2 separate regions of the Larimichthys crocea genome follow, and region 2 is linked to region 1. The links are chromatin contacts, called in public Hi-C maps. All regions are on one chromosome and are shown on one strand. The core of a region is the stretch at or near the end of the contact, and the rest is flanking DNA. Distances in the headings are between cores, read along the strand shown. Region 1 holds the start of trabd2b (TraB domain containing 2B). Region 2 holds the start of foxd2 (forkhead box D2).

Evidence for each region. Hi-C and Micro-C count contacts between places; a contact is called where the count stands out from the background.
Region 2: a contact with region 1 is called in a Hi-C map of muscle, with 2.2 times the contacts expected there. The contact joins the promoter of foxd2 here to the promoter of trabd2b in region 1. A contact is called at or near these places in 2 of 7 Hi-C or Micro-C datasets (both in muscle).

What each region holds. Positions count from the first base shown.
Region 1 is chrXVII:18,548,822-18,555,448 of L_crocea_2.0, forward strand. trabd2b (TraB domain containing 2B) reads left to right here and starts at 3,195. Exons shown (of 7, transcript XM_019279549.2): 1 at 3,195-3,671; 2 at 6,299-6,627. The coding sequence starts at 3,558.
Region 2 is chrXVII:18,697,881-18,704,507 of L_crocea_2.0, forward strand. It overlaps foxd2 (forkhead box D2), which reads right to left and starts at 3,324. Exons shown (of 1, transcript XM_010730243.3): 1 at 1,434-3,324. The coding sequence starts at 2,879. The coding sequence ends at 1,776. LOC113748027 (a long non-coding RNA gene) reads left to right here. Exons shown (of 4, transcript XR_003464068.1): 3 at 4,728-4,908; 4 at 5,017-5,221.

The DNA of each region.
Region 1 (6,627 bases), core at 1,945-4,444:
CTGCATGTGTCAACACGCCACAGGGGACGCCACTGCAGAGAATACAGAGAAAACAACTTAATTCAGATCTGTTGTCACTGAAAACCAAAATCAGTGTCAGATACAAACCAAATGTGTTACAGGCTTTGGTTGATTTAGCTTACTCCCATTTATCTCTATCTGTCTTATGTGACCAGGCGTAAACAAATTTAATTTGAACCCCCTTCTGACATTCTTTGACATATTCCACCCCCTAACATACTCTCCTACTCCTCTACCACCTCTTATCCTGTCGCTTCATCCCCTCACCCCCTTCTCCCCAGGACGTCCGGAAAGGGAAACCACAATAACATTTCACCAGAGACTCAGTCAATATTATTCCTCGACATCTTCAAAGCGGGACGGAGGATATTGGAGCCAGAGTAAGAGACAAGTGGAGATAGCGAGGGAGTGTGTATGTGTGCGCGTGTGTGAGTGTGTGAGTGTGTGTGTAGTCCAGCAGAGAGCAGAGACAACAGACAGAGACAGAGAGAGTGTTCAGTGTGGCCTTCACAGTCAGTCTGACAGCCAGTCTCTGAGGTATGGCTGCCTAAAGCTATGAGCCACTCCTTCATATCCATCTTACTCACATTTTCTTTGAAGAAGCACTGTCTTTCTGCCTCGGGTCAACCATCTCCCCGTGTCCCTTACCTTTGTCCACACTGTGCACCATCTTAATCCTTTCTCACACCACTAGGGGTCCCTGTGTGCATAATAAACAAAGCTTCAGTTACCACTTCTCTGTAATAGTTCATATTCCCTTTTCATGTGGTGTAGTAGCAGTGGTAGCAGTTGTAATAGAAGCATTACCTCTATCATTACATACCGATAGACAAGTAATGATACTGAGGCGCAGGCAGTGAGTTAATGTTGGGGGTTTTGTGGCAGGACTTCTGCTCAACATCAGACCGACAGGCAGCCACGGAGCCACAAGGACAAGTAGACACAGGATCCTTAGAGCTGCAGGGCCACAAACATTAACAAGGTCTCTTCACTCTTTCTTTTCCTTCTCCCTACCTCCCTCTGGGTTTTTTTCTTTATCTGTCCATATGGGGTCCATACTGTGTATAATGGACACATTCAAGGAAAATATGCAAAGTCAATGAAAGTGGAGGAAAGTATCAGTGTTGAAAGGCTCCAGTAGCAGATCAGTCTTTGTTTAACATTTTAAAAATACCTTTAGATCGCTCTCTCCTGCCTGCCTTTCTCTCTAACGCCTCCCCAGATGTGCATTCTATAAGTGAGCGTTTCTGTGGTCTGCTAACAGAACATTAACTTTAAAGTCTTCTTTCGTCCCCGGCTATATGCGCACTATGCTGTAAGCGCTGGCCCCCATCCAGGAATCTCCTGCAGCCAGCCGCTCATAAGCCCTCTTCTAACCGGCCAAGAATGTGAAAAGCACCTTCAAAGAGAAGCCCTCTCTGCAAGGTGTGGTTAAAGCAAGTACCTGAGTCCACAGGTGGACATATTAGAGCAGATGAAACCGCTAACTGAAATCCCACACCTGTCTCAGAGCAGGAGCCACAAAGGGGAGAAACAGAGTAGCGAGGATAAAAAGATTAGATTAGATCAACATGGTTCTATTGTGTTATTCCTTTATGTGCTGCCTTCATGAATCTAAAACCATCTGAGGCTTCCTTCAAGTAGGCCGTCGTGCAGATGTATAAAACAAAGAAATATTGACTTTTCAGCCTTTCATATTCTAAGAGCTTGATGAATGGTGCCCAATAAAAGAAGTCAAAGGGTCAAAGGGCAGAGGTGTCACAGTTTTACAACGTGAGACTGTGTTAAGAGACAAGCTGATCAAAGACACTCGGCAGAAACACCCAATCTGCCTCATCTGAATGGAAAATACAATGAGTGTACAGGGACAGTCGGTCGCTAACAAAGCTGCCCAGTAACAGAAGTGAGCATGGAGTGGTGAGAAGAGGAGTGGAGAGGAAGGGAAAACATGGCTGAGGACAAAGAGCTGCTTGTCCAAGGTCCGTCTGCTATAGGCCTGCAGGGAGGGGCCCGGTGCCACTTGTTTGAGGGGTCTCCATGATAAATTTCCCACTACTTGACTCTGTCACACTGTCTGCCACTTGGACAATAACTGAGGTCATAGCAGAGTAGCGAAGCGTTGACATCGCGGCCTGAGCAGAGAGGGGCCACTTTCTCTCAACACAGGCATTGACTTCAGATTCGCCTGCTCCACATCATGACCAAATACATCTTAAGAAGAGCGCCAGAGTGAAAATAAACCAAACACTTCTCACAGTTGTCTTTACTTGGACCTGTTTATTTGTGATCATTAATCATACAAATAAGGTCTGGAGCTCTCTGCTGCAACAAGACCCTCTGATTGCTGCAGGGCTGTCAAACAGAGACGGACAGAGATAAATGTGATCCTCCTGAAGAGGAAGCACATGACAACGTTTGAAATATTGTTCATTTACATCTTTGGAATGACTGTGATGAAAACCAAACCAAATCAAACGCTCGGCCGCCAGTGCCACCTGACTTCTGTGTATTTTGTATTCTTTAAAGTAAAGAGCTACAGAAACCAAATTATAGTTTCTAGAAAAAATATCACACAAACGTCAGCAGCGCAGTGGTGAGATTGATGTGAGGAAACACAATGAACATACAGGCTGGACATCAGGCCGTTTATGTGTAGAAGAAGACTGAAATGAGGCTGAAAGACCTGGAAAAAGTCTTTTTGGTCTCACTGTAAAGACATAATTTAACAGTTTAACAATTAATAAAACAGGAAAAACCCGCAGTGATATATAAGAAATATGATCAAGCAAAAAAAAAAAAAGTTCAGTATGAATTAAGTAATTAAGTGCTTAATTAATCTTTAATTAATTGAATAATATGATACCAGGGAAGATCAAAGATATTCGTAATCATATTCATTCTTGAGCAGAGATATTCGAGTATGTTATATGAAATGCTGCCGTGTAGTGATAACTCACTGTAGTTATACGAGCATTTTAAGAACATTCATTCACCACTCCGCACTCCTTTTGGGTCTGTCTTGTGGGGCTTTCCTCACGCAAACCTGTCATCTCTCTCTGAACCTGCGCTCCCTCCTCTTAAAAGACGCAGGGGTGTGTGTGTGTGTGTGTACGTGTGTGTGAGTGTGTGTGAGTGTATTCTGGTGGGGGTAGGGGGAAGGGGGGGTTCTCAAATCGTCCCACCTCCCTCTCTCCCAGTTAAGACGCTCCAAACTTTCGGAGCGCACCGCGGAAAACTCTCCAAACAGTCTCCAGCTTCAGGACTTCAGCACCGAGTCAAAGAAAACAGGAAAAAAGTTTCAGACAGAAAAGAAGTTGACTGCAGCCGAGGAGAGCGTCGGGGAATGGCGAAGAGGCAGAATGGTCCTCCAGCCGAGCGGCACATGTGAGCCAAGAGGCCACCGGTAACTTTTTTTATTTATTTATTTTATTTTTAAAAAGGAGACGGTGACAAGGCAGCGAGAGAAGAGAGCATACAAGAGAGACATAAAAGTCTCCTAGAGCTGACTGTCAGAAGTGTCCTGTCACCTCGACACGATGTTCTGCCTGCCGGGATTCAGCTGGATCTTCCTGAGCGCTCTCCTGCACACTGTGGCACCCTGGGGCGCACATCAACCGGAGAGACCGAAGCAGTGCGACGCACCAAAGTCGGTGAGTCGTGTTGGGACACTTCATCAAATCAAACAGCCTCATTTCTCCCGAGACAGACAAGCATGAAACCCGCCTGTATATATATACATAACACATAACGCTGTCTGACAAGTTTGTTATATCCAACCTAAAGAAATAAGTGATGCACTTAACATGGTGACACTTTAGGATTTTATAGGATTTTATGGTATCATTTTAGGGGAAACTTCACATCTCATATAGTTTATTATTTATCGTATTGAGCTCTACAATGAGGTCAAAGGTTACGAGCGTTTAGATATTTATTATCGACTAATAAACTGATGTGCAATGAGGTGAAGAGACGGCTAAACAAAAAGCTGGTTTAGATGCACAAGTTAAAATGACATGCTTAATGTGGATAGCCTGAATGTATAATAATAATAATAATAATAATAATAATAATAATAATAATAATAATAAGTGATTAAATACTGTATCTTATGTCAGACGTGTGAAGTTCAGTTATTTCTGGTTCATTAAATATCTGAAATGAAAGCAGTTGCAGAGAAATATCGTTACCGCTCGCCGAGTTTATGGCTGTTTATGTGACAAATGCAAGTGGGGAACACCCACGGGTGACTTGACTTCATTTGGAAAAAGTTGCCATGACCTTTTCAGACGTGATCATGTTTCAGCGCAACACAGAGCCTATTAAAACACTTATCGGGGCATATTGGTGAAATTATGAATGTGGCTTCAAGTCTGAGGTGCAGCCAGCCAATCCGGATCTGTTTGTCTGTTTGTCAGCTCTGCATCACCGTGAATGCATCGTTGACATCAAGGAAAAACAAGTTTAAAAAAAAAAAAAAAATCAAACATCACATCCAACACCCTACTGGAAAAACAAACATATGACCTCAGCAACAGGCTCATTTAAAAAAATAATAATAAGACGCTTGGCTGTGTTTGTGCGGATGTCATTAGGGTGTGATTTGGATTAGATCACAGGCTTTTGTTTCTTTAGTGCATTATGTTCTATAGGATATGGGATAATGGATGTGTTGTCAGAGATCAGTGAAGAGCTTCGTGCTTCCCTCTCTTCATGTGATTTGTAATGCGTCAGTACAGTGGTCTCTGTTTTCTGTTAGGAGTAATTACCCCCATAAAACGGAGCCCTGCGCGTCGAACCTCTCCACAAAAGTCCACGCAAGCTTTAGCAAAGAGGGGGATCTCGCCTCTCCTCAGGACACGACCACACTTTCCATGTCGAAAAGTCTTCATTTATGGGGCCTAAGCGCGCAGTTGCTAGTTAACGAATAACAAAAAAAATGCACATCACATGCGTAAAAAAAGAAAAAAATAGTTCTGCTCTTTAAGTTTCCGTGTCTCTAAATTATGATGGAGAATGCACTAATGCATCTAATGCCGTCCAAACTTTTCCCGTCAGTCTGCAGTGTCGGCTGCGCTCTGCCAACGTGAAAATCGAGTTAGAAACCTAGAAACAAACTGTTTAAACATTTCAGTGTATCTCCACTGAAGAAAAACGCTGCACCCAAATCAAATATAGCACTTTCGATTTATTTTGTCAGAGACAGAGGGAGCGTGTGCCAGAAATGACTGTATGTGCATTGTAGTTAATTGTGATGATAACAGAACATCCCACAAGACGACTTCACTGACTTTTGGCAGCTGTTTGAAAAGTTTTATATGACAAAGGCAGCGTTGGCAGTGTGCGATATAATTGGAGCACAGCTGAAGGAAATCTTGATTAAATTTTAGAAGTAAACATTTTCTAAGAATAACTTTATTTTACAGTAATGGGTTTCATCCCTCAAATGCCTGATTACACTGTGTGTCAGAAGCCAGAAGTTTGGTATTGTTTATAGAAGCTAATTCGTTTTTTTTTTCATATTTAAATTATGCCAACATCAAAGCCATTGCACATGCACAGCACATTTGCAAATCTCCTAACAAGAAACATATTTTAAATGCAATGCGTCCTTATGCTCATTTCAAGTGGCTGTGATTATTTCATTTCCATTGTGACATTGTTTTGTATGAAGATAACCACAGCAGACAAACACTTCCTGTAATATAAACCGTTGGGGACAGAAACAGTGTTGTACTTAAGCCTGTCAGCACCAGATCTCAGTGCCTGGCGTAAAAAAAAAAAAAAAAAATCACAAACAAAAGTGTCACAGTGGGGTCACAATGGAGAGCAGGTTTCTTTCAGTTTTGGGCTTTTATGAGTTCCAGTGTAGTATATTTTCACTGCAGCCTTCAAAATGCTTCCCAGGCCAAAAGAGGCTTTGGCAACCGAGGTATGCACCTCAACAATACACGGGGGTCTGTTTACAGCCCAGAAGGCCCCTCTATAAACCCGCTGCCTGCACCACAGCAGCAAGTCCTCGCAGCACAACCCCGAGCTATAGACTTCATGCTTCCCCTGCTGTCATCTCAAAATGGTAATTCAATCTTTAACTTGTTGACCCGAGTCTATGAGCCAGTAAACCACAACAGAGGAAAAATGTGTCAGTTTTAGTTTTAAGGCAAGTGGAAATGCTCTAACATGATAGTTCTGGTATTTTTGTTTCCTTTTGCTCTCAAAATCTTGACCTCCATCTTATTTTCTTTGCTTCTCTCTCCTTCCTCTGCCTCTTCTCCAGCAAAGTGACATGAACTCTTTCCTGTGGAGAATAAAGCGAGCTCCTCCTCATCCACCTTCATACTTATTTGGTACCATCCACGTGCCTTACACTCGAGTATGGGACTTCATCCCAGACAGGTCTAAGCAGGCTTTCCATAGCAGCCACAATGTTTTCTTTGAGCTGGACCTGACCGACTCTCTCACCATCCTCAAGCTGACCAGTTGCCAGCTGCTGCCCCACGGGGAAAACCTGCAGACTCTGCTACCTCGAGACCTGTACCGGCGCCTCAAACGCCACCTGGACTATGTCAAACACATGATGCCTTACTGGATGACCGCTGACCAGCG
Region 2 (6,627 bases), core at 2,074-4,573, 150 kb after region 1:
AACACCCACAAACTAATTTAACCATTTGCACACAGATCTGGTAAATAAAGGAGGCTTTACACCCCCCCTTCTGTCTGGAAACATGTGCTCCAACAACTCTGAAAAAGACCAATGGGCCTGTTTTCTGTAGCCGGACGAGTCCCACTGCTTCTTTTATATGTATCCCGAGACAACACAGATGACATGAAAGCCGAGCAAACCGAGGGCCTTTAGAGAAGATTGCTTTTCAGGGTCTAAATGTGTGTGGCTGGTCTCACATGGGGAGGAGGGAGACCGCTCGCTGTGCGCACATTCACTCCCTTGGGCCAGGGGTCCACACTGACAACATCAACAAACGGCCAAAAAGCCGCATTATGGTGGATTAGGAGCCTGATGAAAAATGCTGCTACAAATTAGCAACGAAAACCCAAAAGACCGTGGGTATATGCTTGTTCACTTTCAATTACAGACCGCCGAGGCCTGCTAACGTCCCCCCATTCATTTTAGGCCCCTTTGTAACTTGCTAGAAAATGGTCCTTTACAAGCGAGCGAGAGCCACACAAGAGGAATACTTGCGCACTGTTGCGTGATATTCATGACTGCTATATACATCCAGTCCTGTTTGAAATATTTAAACTGTGCGTTTCTCACACCCAAAAGACAGGCTGACATATTTCGTGTGATCTCGTGTCAACGCCTAAATGTCTTAATATTAGAAGCTGCGTGATTTAGAAGAATAATAACTATTTAAGTTTGACCTTTAATCTGCAGATATGTAAATAAAAATGATTTTCTAAAGTGAAACAATGAAACCCTGCAGCATGCATGCTGAGGACAGTTCATCTGCGCGTTTAAATGCAGCATACATCTATATTAGTTCACCTCATGTGCTGCTGTTTAGTCTATTTTATATTGACCCTTTCTGTGAAATTAAAAAAAAATTCCATACAATAACAAAAAATTTACGATTTTTTTTTGTTTTCAAATTCACAAACATTTATTATTCTTGTCTTTACAACAAAAAAATGACCTATGAACATTTAGGTGTCTCTCTCTCTCTCTCTCTCTATTGGCAACACATGACATACTGTATGTTTCATAGATTAAATTGTGAAATATTAACGAACAACAATTAAAAGGTTGAGAGAGGTAATGCGCTCTTTTATACCAAAAAACCACATAGCCTACGTGTCCACCGACAACAGGAAATGATATTGTCACAAATTCACCATGTAGAGGAGGGAGGGGTGATAGTGGGACATGGTTATTTTTGTTTGGGTTTTTTTTATTTTTATTTTTATTTTTTTTGTCTCCATGTGCTTTCTAAGTAAAACCTGAGTTTGCCGTCTCAAAGCCTATGTCAACAACAACAGTGCCATTTTCTCACGACGCACAAAATGAAAACAATATAAATCATAATAAAATTATCAATTATATTTAAAAAAAAAAAAAAAAAAAAGAATCGGGTGACACCTTTTTAATTTATGTTCAAATAACAGGATTTTTTTTTCTCCCACTGACAAATGAAGGCCACATGCCAGATTGCAGGCCAGCACTGTTTTCTTTTTAAAAAAAAGATCCTTCTCAGAGTGTGTCTCGCTTTTGTCTGTTAATATTATACACATATTTACAATCCATAAATAAACCTGTCTCTCCTCTTACATTGTTAGGAAACGGGGAGACCCAAAAGCACTCTTATTTCACCGAGGATACAGCCTACCTTCACACAGGACGACGCCACAAGTGGCTTTTTAATAAAAGTTTTTTTTTTTTCACCGGGCAACCTCACCATTTTTCTAGAAAGGGCAAGTGTTCATATTCGGGGTTTTGCTGGAAAAAGTCTGACCCTGTGGCCCGGGTTGTAATATGCTGTCCTGTGTTAGGTTCAAATGGTTGGAAGCTGAGGCCAGTGCTGGGGTCAACATGGCCAGGATCTGAGCCTGGCTGCTCGGCTGTGCGCTGTAGGAAGAGGCGGTGGAGTTGGCCGCACCGATGATATTGTCAATGGAGAACGAAGGCCGACTCGGGGCGCTGGAGTCCGTCTTGAGAGGCGGCAGAGACGGGCTTAGTTGAGGGTAAAAGGGCTTTCTTAAATCGGCCCCTAAAAGGGTGGGCAGGGGATGCGGCGCAGGGAATATGGAGCCTGATGGGGGCAAGGTGCAGGGGGCGTTGGGGAACGGGAATGAACCACCTGTGTGGTGTGGGTGATACGGGTTGTGCGCTGCGTGGAAGTTTTGCAGCTGAAGTCCATAGTTGTATCCATAGGGGCCGTATCCAAACCCGGGTAGAAAGCCACCGGTGTCCCTGAGGATTTCATTAGCCTGGTGCCTCTTGAAGCGCTTCCTCCTGCGCAAAAAGCTCCCGTTGTCGAACATGTCTGCGGAATCCGGGTCGAGGGTCCAGTAGTTGCCCTTTCCGGGGTTGCCAGGTTCTCGTGGGATTTTCACGAAGCAGTCGTTTAAGGAAAGATTGTGGCGAATAGAGTTTTGCCACGCGGGGAATTTCTCCCTGTAGTAAGGGAATCTATTGCTGATGAACTCACAGATCTCACTGAGAGTGAGGCGTTTCTTGGGGCTCTGCAGGATGGCCATGGTGATCAGGGCGATGTAAGAGTAAGGAGGCTTCACAAGTGCACTTTTTCTGGGTTTGTCCCCGATCACGGTCCCGACCTCTGCGCTGGACCCCATCTGGTCTGACGGACAGTCGGAGCTGCTGAGCCCGGGAGAGGAACCTCTCTCACCCGCGTTCTGGGAGTAATTATCGTCCGAGTCATTGTCCAAGTTGAACTCGTGGTGAATGTACTTTCCGTCCTTCCCAACGGATATGTCACCCCCAACCACATCGATGTCCACATCTTCGGACAATGCAGAGCTGTCGGACATATCCGTCCCTAAAGTCATCCTTGGAGACGCCGCTTCTCTTCCCCTTCTCTCCCAGATTTCCTCCTCCTCGGGTCCGGTGAGGCTACAGAGCGAGAGCGCGCACACACACTCTCCCTCTCCCCTTTACAACCGCACCAGACTTTTGCTGCAGATTTATCTCCAACTACTGAATGCATACATGGCTAGAATCTATTGAAAAGATAAATAACTCTTTGACCTGTGGATTTGGCGACTCCTGGTTGTCCGGGGCTGGTCAGGCAGGGCAGGTTCTCATCGAGCAGAAAACAGTTTTTCAGGCATTAAAAAAAAGTCAAAGATCATTGATCTCGCACCAGTCTGGACTCGTGTTGTGTTGAGATCCGATTGTTTCCGTATGTGAACAGTTTTTGTTGTAGGTCATTTAAAAAGCTACTTATAGATATCCAAGTTTCCAAAATATCTTTTACGCACGGGGTTGGGTAGGTATCCAGCCAGACTATCACACTATCCTCCTTAGCTCTCAAAAGGTATTTATAGGACCACGCTGATCACGTGGTCTTTGAGTCACTGTTACCAGGAACTGGACGAAATTACCCCGCAAAAAGTAATATTTGCATCTGCTCTTGAATTTAAAAATCATATTTCGTTACAAAGTATTCTATTTCTGTAATGCATATTAACTTGTTTTTAAGTTTTGAATTGACTTAATATAGTGATCGATCTTGTTTATCCTGTATTTTGTCAATATATTGAAAATGTATTAAGAAAATTAGGAATATGGATTAAAATTCATCATTATATTGGTTTTATTTCTCAATATGAGATCGCGTGACTCACTTAAAAAGACCCTTTTTTTGGAGTGTATGATAAGATAGAGTATAAGGTGTACTGGTGATGGTGATCTTTATGAAACACAGGCAAAGCATGTATCAATATTTTCTTTTAGTCAAAGCGAATTTCGTATTTGTTTATGATGTGCTCACGAGTTTTACAAATTTCATCAGCTCATAACGCTCATCGACAAAAAACAGATAATGAGGTCAAAACAACTCGTGTAACGTGCAAACACGTCAAATGTCCATATGCAGATATAGTCAGTGGTCTTTATTATTATTATTATTATTATTAGGATTATTAACAAGAATAATAATAATAATAATACTAATAATAATAACAGAACTTGATATATTTTCTTGATTTCACAAATGAAATGCATAAAATTTACGCCCATTATCTCTAAAACAAAAAATATTTTCATAATAAATGTCAGGATGTTGCCAAATTTACTCAAATATGCCACTTTCTTTTCATCTGACATTTATTTACTGCTTTTAATGTTGACAACATGACACGCTTTGATCCGTTCCATCAGTTTTTGCCTGCGTCTTTTCTCTTCCCTAATAAATTGGCTGATTTGGCCGGATTGAATTCCCCCCTCAGTGGTTTTTGGCCAGTGGCCTAATTCCATGATCACTTCTCACGGGTTTTGTGTTTTCCTTGTCAATAAGTCACAACATTATCCATGTGCATTTTCTGCATAATTCACAGGGTGCTGCACACTGGTACAGTCAGCTGCAACCTGCTCCAATTCGTCTTCGTCAGGAGTGAAAAAGGGCAGCAGATGACAAAGTGTAACGCGTCTGTAATGTGTGCGGGCTTATTGAGAGCAGGCGGACATTCCAGTTCATTACGCTGCAGAAACACCGATTTATTGTAAGGCATGTACATCAGCACCCCCCATTCATCTCCCGGGTCAAACAGCACACAGATATGTCATATTTTTAGTGTTTCATTTTTTTTCTAGATTCATTTTTTATTCATAGTTTTAATGCACAGTACAGGTTTATTTTTTAAAGTTTGCATTTGCACGCTTTCTCTTTATTGAAGGAAATGACTGTTCCACTGAGGAATCAAGTGCAAGTGAAGCATGCATCTTGTTAAACACCCCACAGAAGCCCCCCGCTCGAGCCGTGTGCCTCTCCTCTCCTCGCTGCCTGTCAGGAGCCTTTTAAAGTCTGAAATAGACGCATTGACACCTGCCTGACAGCTGCCCGACAGACATGACACGGTACTTTCTCCACGTCTCACAAGCAAGCTCATATGATGAAATATTTCTGATGAAAAACAACGTCCACATTTTATTTATTCATTTGTCCTCTCACACCGTCTTTCACAGGCTGGGCCATACCTGCATGATGAAGTGCCTGGACTTGTTTATTTCTACTCTATTCGAGTATCTTTAAAGATAAACAGGTTAGCCAGTATTATATGTGATGATATGGTCTACATGACCTTCTTAAACATTTTTAGTGTAGCTACAAAATGATTGACCTGTTTTATTTAAAATCTCTTTTTATTATTAAAGCGTTTGATTTCGTCATGACACGTTTTCCTTGAAAAAAACATTATGTAACGGATTCTTTATTTACTTAATTTATCAGATTAGTTCAGATTTGACAACCCCACCAAACGTGCGCTGTAATACATTTCATGTTCATCAAGTTTCCAGAGGTTCGGTGTTTGCTTCTTATTCTCCGTGATGTTGCCCGCACGGAGGAGTTCCTCATCATCGCAGTTTGTGGTGCTGAAGCGCCCCCTGCTGTTGGTCAAGTCATACAAATGACACCCTTAACAGTTACTGCTTGTTAAACTGACAGTTAACGGTAGTGATGTGTCCTGTCAACATGAGCCAAATAAAACTGCACTGAACTGAAAGCTGCTGAAGGTTTTGAGAAAGTCATGAGTTCAGAGTCAGTACGCATAAAATGAAGCAGTAGTTCCATGTCAATATGGAAATATTGTTAAATTGTTAACTGTACGCACAACTTATTATGGACTATCATTGCTAGATTTGAGATCAGAAAGATTGTGAGATCCCAGTTATAAAGCACTTTGCAACAGTACGAGATCAACTGTCCAAAAGAGCAGATTACACTGAGTTTGTGATTATATTTTAAATTCATCACAGTGCAGCAGTAAGTATCAATAAACAATATCTGTCAGCACTAAGAGACAACCGCAGTGTTCAATTACTCTGACTATGGTAGACTGCATAGAAAGTTATACAGCAGCAGCAGGATGTTTTGATTATCTGCCGTTTGGAGTTGAAGAAACACACAAAGCACATCTGCATGCACGTTTGTTGTTTGTGCATCTTATTGTTATTCAAATAACTAACCACATGTGACGACTGCAACACAACATGTTGGCCCTTCATAATCCAGAGTCCAGGTTGTGCACATGATCCATTTCTTAATGATCTTGAACACGGTGCAAATGTTCTCCTTGTATATATACTTCTGAATAATCAGCAGTTCATTAGTGCTCAGTTGTTCTCTATTCATGCCAAACCAAAGATTAGTGCAACAAACTCACGTCTAGTCTTTAGTAATTAGCTGTAGCAATTCTGGGAAAAGGAGGAAGTTGCAAACTGAAGTCTGACCAAATGTAACAAACTTCCTCACAATAAAAACTCTTTAAAGACTTTAAAGGTCAAATCAGTTCATCAAAACACAAATAAGAACTGATCCTGAAGTACTGATCCAAACAACCTGAGATACAAAATAAGCAACACAGGAATCTGCTATCTGCTTACTTGGCAATGATTTCACAACTCAACTAGAATGAGTGTGATTAATTATAATAATAGAAATTCTTGTGAAAGAGTGAAAACAAGCCCACATGTTGAAAATCTTGCTTTTGCTTCCATCTAGTGGTGGAAAGTTTAAACTTGTCTAATTCATTCAGAACCTTAAAACAAACTAACATGTTGTTCACTACAATGACA